Linked DNA regions of Zea mays: region 2 is linked to region 1. A link is a contact called in public Hi-C data. All regions are on one chromosome and are shown on one strand. Each heading gives the region's core, a stretch centred on a gene start, on an enhancer-like site or on the middle of the called end of the contact. The rest is flanking DNA. Distances are from core to core; before and after follow the strand shown. Region 1 holds the start of LOC100274176 (Mitochondrial substrate carrier family protein). Region 2 holds the start of LOC103635109.

Region 1 (4,632 bases), core at 918-3,417:
CTTTGTTGTTGTTGTTGTTGTTGTTGCCATGTTGCCAGCATGACATTTCCAAAATAGCACGCGACTCTAGAAGCCTTTGAATACAGGTGGCAAGAAAACCAAAATTACTGTCCATCACATCACTGATGATGACAAAGATGCAGGGAACAATTACAGATTCAAAATGTGATTTAAAAGGAAATTTATGGACCCTAGAGTGATCTGCAACCATTAGGAGTAGCTGAACTTTCTTCACTTAAATAATTCTCCAAATATTTCTACATGTACAAACTTTGAAGAACTTTTTGATGCATAGAAGTCCATCAAATCTTGATGGGTGCAGACCTAGGTTCACAAATGAATCTCCCATTCCTTTAAAGGCAAAACTTAGTACCGTGCGCCATTGATTGCCCATCTAATAGAAAATTAGAAATTGACTTGAAAGTTGAGAATTAATGACACAAAGGAGAGCAAATACTTCCTCCATCCCAAAATAGTTGACATTATAGGATTGTGCGTGGATACCAATATTGCAGCTAAAAGACCAAAGTACCCCTTATGAGAAAGAGAGAGATAGAGATGTATTGGAAAAAAAAAGGAAAGGTACATTGGATAAAGATAAAGAGAAAGGTTAAGAAACGAGAATGACAAGTATTTGGCATAAAATTTAAATACTATAACGTCAATACAGAGAGAATGCATAAATCTCATAAAGAAAATCCAAGCTATGGCTTGAGTTAAAAACTTCAGAAGTACAACAGTGTCTTAAATGGATGCCCTATCTTGAAATATAGGACTCAAACACATAAAAAACAACTCCAACAGTGCCCTATTTTATAAATTTTTATTAAAAAACTATAGGGCACACAATGAAGTGACTCAAATATACTACACCCCAGATTAGTGTCATATCCTTGTTTTCTACATCATCCTTAAACTTTTTCCCTGATAATGTAATTTGTTTCCTAAAATACATGATTTAGGGCTAAACTGTTGGGGGCTTGGGGCTCAATTTGTTTTTTAGTGCTCTAAAAACTTTAAATGATGTAGTATTTTAATTTTTGGGGCACTATTTTGAGGCACCTTGTTGGAGAATCTGAAACTGCAGTGATGTGTAGCATAATAATGTGTCATATATAAAAGCTAAAAATTTGGATTCCTTCCTATTTGAGGACGTGCTCTAATTCAACTCAGTGTCAAATTTCCATACAAAGATGAATAAGAGAAAAACATGAGTACATGTTAATGCCACGAGATTGAAGCAGATAGAAGTATATTAACTACCAGCCTGAAACATAGCAGCCGCTGCTGGAATTGGGAAATACAATCGATTCCTCTCTAACACGTAAAGTTTTGAAAATTAAGGCCCTGTTTGGTAGAGCTCCGATTGATTCTGATTCTATGTTAGAAGTGATTCACTGAGAGAAGTGATTATGTAGCCGAAAATTATTCTCAAATGAAACCATATGATAAACTATAGGGAAAGTCTGACTATGTGTTGGGAGTGAATCAGGAGAAGCAGTTTTTTTTAGCTCCCAGACCCTGTTCATTTCTAAGAATCAATTCTGTGTGGGAGTGATCCTCAGAAAACTTCACTCCACAGAATCTGGGAGCGGAGCTCTGCCAAACGGGAAATTTACAGCCTTCCAGAAGACCTAAGCCCGTTCCCCGTCCACATCTGCGGCACTGATCTCGTGGACCTCTGGCCTCTGCCGCGCCACACGCCCACCAAAAGATTGGGAAAAGACGCAATGCGCCCGTGAATCACCTTCCTGTAACCCACGCTCCCTGGCTGCCCATTCCTCATCCTTGCCCTGTGCCGAGCACGGGAACAAGCGGTGGGCTGACAGCCCAACCAAACTAAAAGCGCGCTGCCGATCCGGAGACGGACCAGAAGATGCGAGGCCGCAAACGTAAACCGCCCGCCAGGATGAAAAGATTCCTCGTTTTGGTTCTAAGTAACTCACTACAAGAAGGGAAACGTGGGGCGTACCTCTCCCAGTTGATATTGGCCTCCGCAAGCGCGATCCCGGCCGCAGACGCCTCCGAGGTATCCGCCGCCGCCGCCATAGACTCGACACACCCCTACACACAAGAGGCGGCTCCGCAAGAGGGAGAAATAGAGGAGAAGCAGAGGGGCGTTTGGTGCTGCTCCTCACTTCGCGCGCGTTTCCGGTGTTTATGAAATGGTGTCGGCGCCGCTGCAAGCGAATATGCGCACGAGGAAAAGAAGGCAGCGGCGGAGGCCGGGGGTGGGGAGGAAGGAGGCGGAGCCAGTTTGTTTGGGTGCGCCCTCGAGGCATTGGGGTTTTGGTTGGAAATTTCCAGCACGGGGGTCGGTGTCCCCCGGAGCGCGCTGCCCAACTTGCCATTCGTCCGGCCTCGGCTCACTGGACTGCGGGGCCTGAATTGGGCGCGGATTGATGTGGAACCGGGCGGAGCGTGTGGTGGGTGTTTCTCGCTTTCCTGCTCTCGGGGAGTTGTCGGAGTCGTAGGGACGAGACGAGGGCACAAACCGTGGAAAGCTCCACCAGCGAGGCAGCAGGAGAGCACGTGTCATAAGCCCATTGACCTTGCTTTCGACTTCGCCGCGTGGGTCAAAGAAGCCAGCGAGCCGGAAGGGTGTGACACCCGGTGTCTATTTTATATTGATGCTCGGTACCAAGTTAATAGTAAATGTTTCATCGAATTCCAAGTTAATTGATCTCGAAAAAGGCTAGATTTAGAGTCTGTTAAAACTTTTGTTTCTTAAAGCAAATGCAAATTCAAAAGTCAATCTCGTTTCGCAAATCCCGTTCAGACTCATTTATTCGAACTCTTGACAGTTGTTATTCGATCTGTGTCCGAATCCGATTTCTCGACATTCGATCTATGTTCGACTATTTAATTTGAATTCGCATTCTCCAGCAGATCTTTGTTGTGTTAACCTATAATTAATTTTTATGTAAACCGACTTGATATCTCTATATCATATTCATCTCTATCTATCAAGTGTATTCTGAAGATTTCTCTAAGTTTCAACGAAATACTCACATGAATAGATTAATCCTATTCTTGCTTGAAAATGCTCGTTTGAACAAATGCAAATTTTGAAGTTCAACTAAGCCTTGTCATCTTGCTCAAACAACTCTATATGAACTCTACAACAAAAGTTATTAAGGGTCCATGCAAGAAAATGTCGAGAAAAATACTCTGATTTGCCTTAAAAATATAATTATAAGCTTTATAACGATACTACTTTGACCAAAGTGAAATTTTAATTTATAATCAGAATATAAGGTTTGACCTTTAATAAAAGTTGTATAACCTATGTTATACAATAAATGTTACAATTACACCTAGCCTTGATTCAATCTCTAAGTATCTCAAACAGTGCCCTCAAGACAGAATAAAAATCTGATTTCAGGATTCAAATCCTTCTTAGTCTGGAATTAGTGTCGATCGGGTTGACGTCTCGCGTTCCCAAATTTTTGTTGAACAACTCGAGTTTCCCCAAATATAAAAGTTTTAAATAATTGATAGAGTAACAACATATTAAAAGATGGCATTCATCTGATTCCGTTTGATATGTTTTGACACCCAGTTTCCACTGATTTGATAGCAGCAACAAACTAGTTTTTGTGGGTCTTTATCTCTCTAACCCATGTCTGAATCACCTCAAGTTATGTACAAGATATGTAGAGTATAGATCAAGGAAAAGATTGTCTATAGTGACCGAGATCTGAATCCAAACAGAAAACACCAAAACTCGTCGTCCAAGGTCGGCACTGTAGCGCCCGCCACCTGTTAGACACTAGCAGGCCTACTCTGGAGCTTCTGCTCTATAAATAGAAGTCCACTCCTCTTCCTTCTCCTCCACGCCATTTCCTTCTCTAGCCAGGCCACAACCAACTCTCGTTCGCTCGCCAGCCCCATAGTCCGGCTAGGCCACCCCTCTGCTCCTCCATGGTGCTGGGAACTCCTCCGACACAGTCTGCTCCTGCTCGGATCGTACGTCTGCCAGGCTCCCGGCTCCACTGCGCGCGGCGCACGGCCCTGCTTCATCCTCTGTCGTGTTGTGCCGCCGCCCTGGAGCTCACCCCAGTGCTCGCTGGTACCGCCCTCCTGCGCGACTCGCTGGCCTCTCTGTTCATGAGCAAGCTATGTACGTGAGGTTGAAGATGATCTAGTGAGACTATGACAGATGGGCCTATGGTTAAGTGCACAAGTGACCAAATTGACAAATTTTTGTGTTGTATTCAAAAATTCATACTTTGAGTTTGGTAGCTCTTAAAATCATGAACTTGTTTTGTTGTCTTCCTTATAAAGTGCTCTGCCTGTTAGATCTATAAGTTGGCATGTTTTAGTGGAAAATTTCTGATGTAGAAATTCGTATTTAAAACTGGTTTAGAAAATAAATGAACTTGCTTCTCTCCATGGTTTTAATTTTAAAATCAAAAAATGATGAGACTAGTTTTGTTAATTAGATGGTGTCATACTCTAGCTAAGAAAAATATAAAACACATATGTTGTTTATTGTTTTCTTGGTGTGTTAATTAAAACATGTTAAATAGGAAAAAGAAGATTGATTTGCTTGTTATTTTTGGATCTGTAGCTCTAGTGCTCCAAATAGATTGAATTTTTTTACAATAGACCCTCTGTGTGATTCTTGGT
Region 2 (4,632 bases), core at 1,015-3,514, 170 kb after region 1:
GTGAGAATCAAAACGACTAGACACGGTGATTTGTTTTACCGAGGTTTGGTTCCAAAGAATCTAGTCCCCGTTGAGGAGGCCACAAAGGCCGGGTCTATTTCAACCATTTTCCTCTCTCTCAAACCATCACTTAGATCGAGTGAGCCTTCTCCTTAATCACACGGGTCACTAAGACCCCACAAGGACAACCACACACTTGGTATCTCTTGCCTAGCTTTACAAGCACTTAGAAAAAGAATGAGGAAGGAAGAAAGGCAATCTAAGCGACAAGAGCAACAAAAGAACATAAATGATCCTCTCACAAGCCCTTAAGCACTAAAGTTGATTTTGGGAACTTGGGAGTGGATTGATTGCTTTGATTGTGTCTTGGAGTGTTGGACTTTACTCTTGCAATGAATGAAAACTTCAGAATGCTTGGATTGCTTTGAATGAGGTGGTTGGGGGGTATTTATAGCCCCCAACCACTTCCTAGCCGTTGCTGGCGATGAGCGCACCGGACAGTCCGGTGGCGCACCGGATAGTCACTGTTCACTGTCTGGTGCGCGCCACGTCAGCGTGTTCGTTAGGGTTTGAAGCTGTTGACCGTTGGAGTCGTTTGTCTTTTTGCTGCACCGAACAGTCCAGTGCCACACCGGATAGTCCAGTGACCTCTGACTTCTGCGCGGCACTGTTTACCACTGTGCGCTTTTGCAGTCGACCGTTGGCGTGTAAGGAGTCGTTGCTCCACTGGCTCACCGGACAGTTCGGTGGCACACCGGACAGTCCGATGAATTATAGCGGAGGGTGCCCCTGAAATTCCCGAGAGAGGCTGGTTTGAATCCGCTTGGGCCTGGTGCACCGGACAGTGTCCGGTGCACACTAGACACTCTCCGGTGCGCCAAAAATCAGCACACACTATGTCTTGAACCAATTTTTTATTGAGTCCCTAACTGAATTTTTTTCTTGGTTTGTATGCACCTGAGATAAATGATATCTAAACAAACTAGTTAGTCCATGTGGTTTGTGTTGTATGTCAACCACCAATATCGATTATAGGAAATGGTTAACCCTATTTCGCTTTCAGACCTGCGTCGCAATAGCGCCATCACAAGCAATTGAAAGCTTGCGCACTTCATCCTCTGCCGCCTTCGGCACCTCCTGGATTGCCTTCATAGCGTCAAGGGCCTCGGAAAACTTCTTCTGAAGATCTGAGAAGGAGGAATCATGAAGCGATCATGAATAATGATTGTACCTAAAGAAACACCCAAGACGAAGAAGACCTACCTCCGGCCATCTCTCGCTCCCGTCGAAGGTCTGAGTTAGCCTCCTCAAGGCGGGTGTTCGCCACTCGCACTATCGATTCGGCTTCTTCAGCCCGTGGGGTCACCTCGCGCAGATCTTGCTGAAGACGAGTCCTTTCCCCACGAAGACGCTTGGCGTCCTTGTGCGCCTCATCACGCCCCGACCTAAGGTGTGTGGCCTCAGCCTCGAGGCACTCAGTCTTGGCTCGGATGCCTGAAAGCTCCCGATCTCTCTCCTCCGAGCAAGCCACCTCCTCCTGCAGCCTCTCCATCTCCCGCTGCGTGGCCTACAACGCCTCCCTTCGAGCCGACGATCGGGAGTAGAGACGCTGAAAAAAGCAACTCGACGGCCATGTTTAGCCATGACTACAAGAACTCGGACAAAGGAAAAACAAATAGGAAGGGGAACCAACTTGGCTTTGCGGAATGATGTTCCTCGTCATCAACAAGCGGGCGATCGAGACTGCCTCGCTAAAGTTGTGAAGGAAACACTCCACCGACCCAGGCTGCTGTCAGCCCGGACGACAATCATCTCGATTATTTGCCACTCTTCTGCCTCCATCTCCTCCCCTTCGAACCCTCAAGGATGAATGGAGGAAGATCCCCAAGGCCCCCTTTGGGGCAAGAAGGGGAAGCGGTGACAGCACATGAGAGGAGGAGGCAAGCGCCGGAGGCGACGGAGCCCGAGACTCGACACCCATCGCATTTGCCACTGCCCCGAACGTGTCAATCACCACTACATCATCCAAAGGAGGCAAGGCTGGTAGTGGCGATGGTAGGGGGTGACCGCCTCATCCACCGTAGGGGAGGCACCCGCAGCGACAATCGTAGCTACGGGGACCACCCTGAGGTCGGGTGAGGACCTCTACACCTCCAGAATGGAGACGTCAGCAATGGGTGACCCCGGTGCCCCTTGGGCGACATGGGCCGATGGGGCGGCCACAATAGTGGAACTGGATGCCACCACTAGGGGGAGACTAACCAGAGTGACAGAAGGAGTCACCCTAGTAGTTATAGCTACGGTGGCGGCTCAGGAGGACGATGCATCCCATTCGCCGTGAGGGCCTCCACCTTCATAGTCTTCCCCGAAACATACGCGTTGACAAAATCGATGCAATCAAAAACATCGAACAGAGGCAAGGAAGAGAGGAAGAAGGAAATAGGCAAAACGACAAGCTTACCAAGAGGAGCACGCTAGGGCGACCACATTTCTTTGTGTCCGAGGATCTGGAGATCGGCGCTGGAGCAAATGAAGGGGCGCGAACGAGGGAGACACAACTCCACGTCGCGTTGCCAAGTCGGTCAATGCCGGAGGGAGCGACACCATCTCACGTCCGGCCGAGACCATGGGAGTGGAGGACGACCCAGCTGCCCCCGGCATTCCATGATGAGGCCCCGATGATGTAGTCATCGGAGCAATGGGCACGGTTGTAGAACCGCCCAACTGAGGGAGAACACTTGAGCTCGCTTCGACGCAATTAGGGAAAATGGGTACGCCAAGGACAAATGGTTCCCCGCCCCACTAGAGGTCATGGAGGTCATATCCTCCATGTCCATGGATGGAGTAATGCTCTCCCTAGGCATGACAGAGGCAAGACGAGCCCGCTTCTTCTCCCTTTTCCTCTTATGGCGATGCTCCAAGCTCGCTGCCGCTAGGTGGATCACAAGAGCGCTATGTCAATTACTTGTAATAAGCAATATAAGATGTTTGTACTGAGTTGTACATTATGAAACAGGTGGTAGTGCTCTAGAACGCTACTAGTGCTTTTTGGCACCTTCAATGAAGGCAAGTGAATTGTAGCGGTGGTTTGCTACAATTTTGACTTCTTATTTTCGTCACCTACACCTTAATATTTAGTAGTTTGTCGTGAAATATTACATGAACTTGATGTTGGTCATTCTGTTAGCTAATGGATATGATGCTTAATTCTATACATATGAAAATGTTGTTGTTCTAGCATAATTTGTGTGGTAAACCACATTTATTTAAAGATAGCAAAGTATCATTGATGTATCTTATTAATTGAAGCATGCCATGTGCATATCATGTTTCATTGCATTTGAAGTTATGTTGTGACCTATGGTCCTACCATACCGGTACAATATAGCATCGTGTGTTGCCCGATGAGGGGTGTGATATGGCTCCATACCCTTCGTGGTATGTAGACAGAAGGCATATGCATTGCATTCATATGCATTCATTCAAGTACTTGCAGATGTCGAGGACATGAAGTGATTAACAAACCTGGTGTGGTTGTTCGAGATGAGATAGTATTTTAGATATTATAGTTATTAAATTCTTTATCTAAAAGTATTATTCTTATAAATTGAAGTTACTTAAAATCATTGATAATCTAACTTGTAATTTAAATATCTTGTCAAAATAAATTTGCTTGCTAAGATGTTTCATCTCACGCTTGCCAAGGGGAAGGGGAAGTAGCAGCACATTGCTCATATGGTGTAAAGACTCATTAAGAACCAAACATTTAGTTTTTCTTTATTAAGTTTGAGGTTGATATTTATGAAGTGGTGTAAATGTTATTTGTAGTCATCGTGGTTGCTCATTCTTGCTAGAGGGTTATTCATGTTAGTGCGATGCATTATAATTGATTATGTCTTTTGCTTTCGTGATGCTTACAAATACAATGTAGAGGCTACCAAATTTTATATTTTCTTAGTTTACGGATGTTGGTAATGAAGTTTAATAGCATCCCAGGATGTTTGCGGATTCCAGGGTGTTACAAGGCTTCTTTTGTCTACCCTTGCTATGAACCTATTTAGTGATGCCAACCTACCTACTAATCTCTGAGCCCCCTATCCATCCAAAATATTTGTTCAATCTTTGTTGGGTTTTCTACAATTCCTTTAGTAGACACCAAACATCTAAGGAACTTTCCTTTTCTTATTCTAAAGACATGTGTCAGGATTCAACTTTAGACCCACCCATTGAAAATCGACGAATGTTTCTTGTAAATCTCTTTAATCTGATCTTGTTTTGTGCTTCAGATGATGATATCATCTTCTAATCTAGGTAGTTAACAATTTTGTTGTCATCCTGCTGAAACTGCCCCAACATTGTTTAGTCCCCTTTGGCATCCAAACATAACAATACATGCTATTGGGTGTGATGAAGCTTGTCTTTACCTCATCTTATTTTCTCATCCAATTTTGATGGTATCTTGAATAACTACCCAATAATCTCATCATTTCTCAAGTAGCAGTTGCAACTACTAACATGTTTTTTGGGCAATAGGAACTTAATCATCAGGTAGGACCTATTTAGATTAGTAAAATCAATGCACATCTATCATTTCCCATTGGATTTATTGACCATGGCTATGTTTGCCAAGCA

What was found. A called contact is a pair of places that touch in the nucleus more often than the background predicts.
Region 2: a Hi-C map of bundle sheath shows a contact between it and region 1, with 2.3 times the contacts expected there. The contact joins the promoter of LOC103635109 here to the promoter of LOC100274176 in region 1. A contact is called at or near these places in 5 of 25 Hi-C or Micro-C datasets (bundle sheath, ear, leaf and 1 more).

Annotation. Positions count from the first base shown.
Region 1 is chr8:40,673,681-40,678,312 of Zm-B73-REFERENCE-NAM-5.0, forward strand. LOC100274176 (Mitochondrial substrate carrier family protein) reads right to left here and starts at 2,168. Exons shown (of 6, transcript NM_001148550.2): 1 at 1,973-2,168. The coding sequence starts at 2,049.
Region 2 is chr8:40,840,116-40,844,747 of Zm-B73-REFERENCE-NAM-5.0, forward strand. LOC103635109 reads right to left here and starts at 2,265. Exons shown (of 4, transcript XM_020542612.2): 1 at 1,694-2,265; 2 at 1,264-1,609; 3 at 1,066-1,187; 4 at 136-973. The coding sequence starts at 1,552. The coding sequence ends at 926.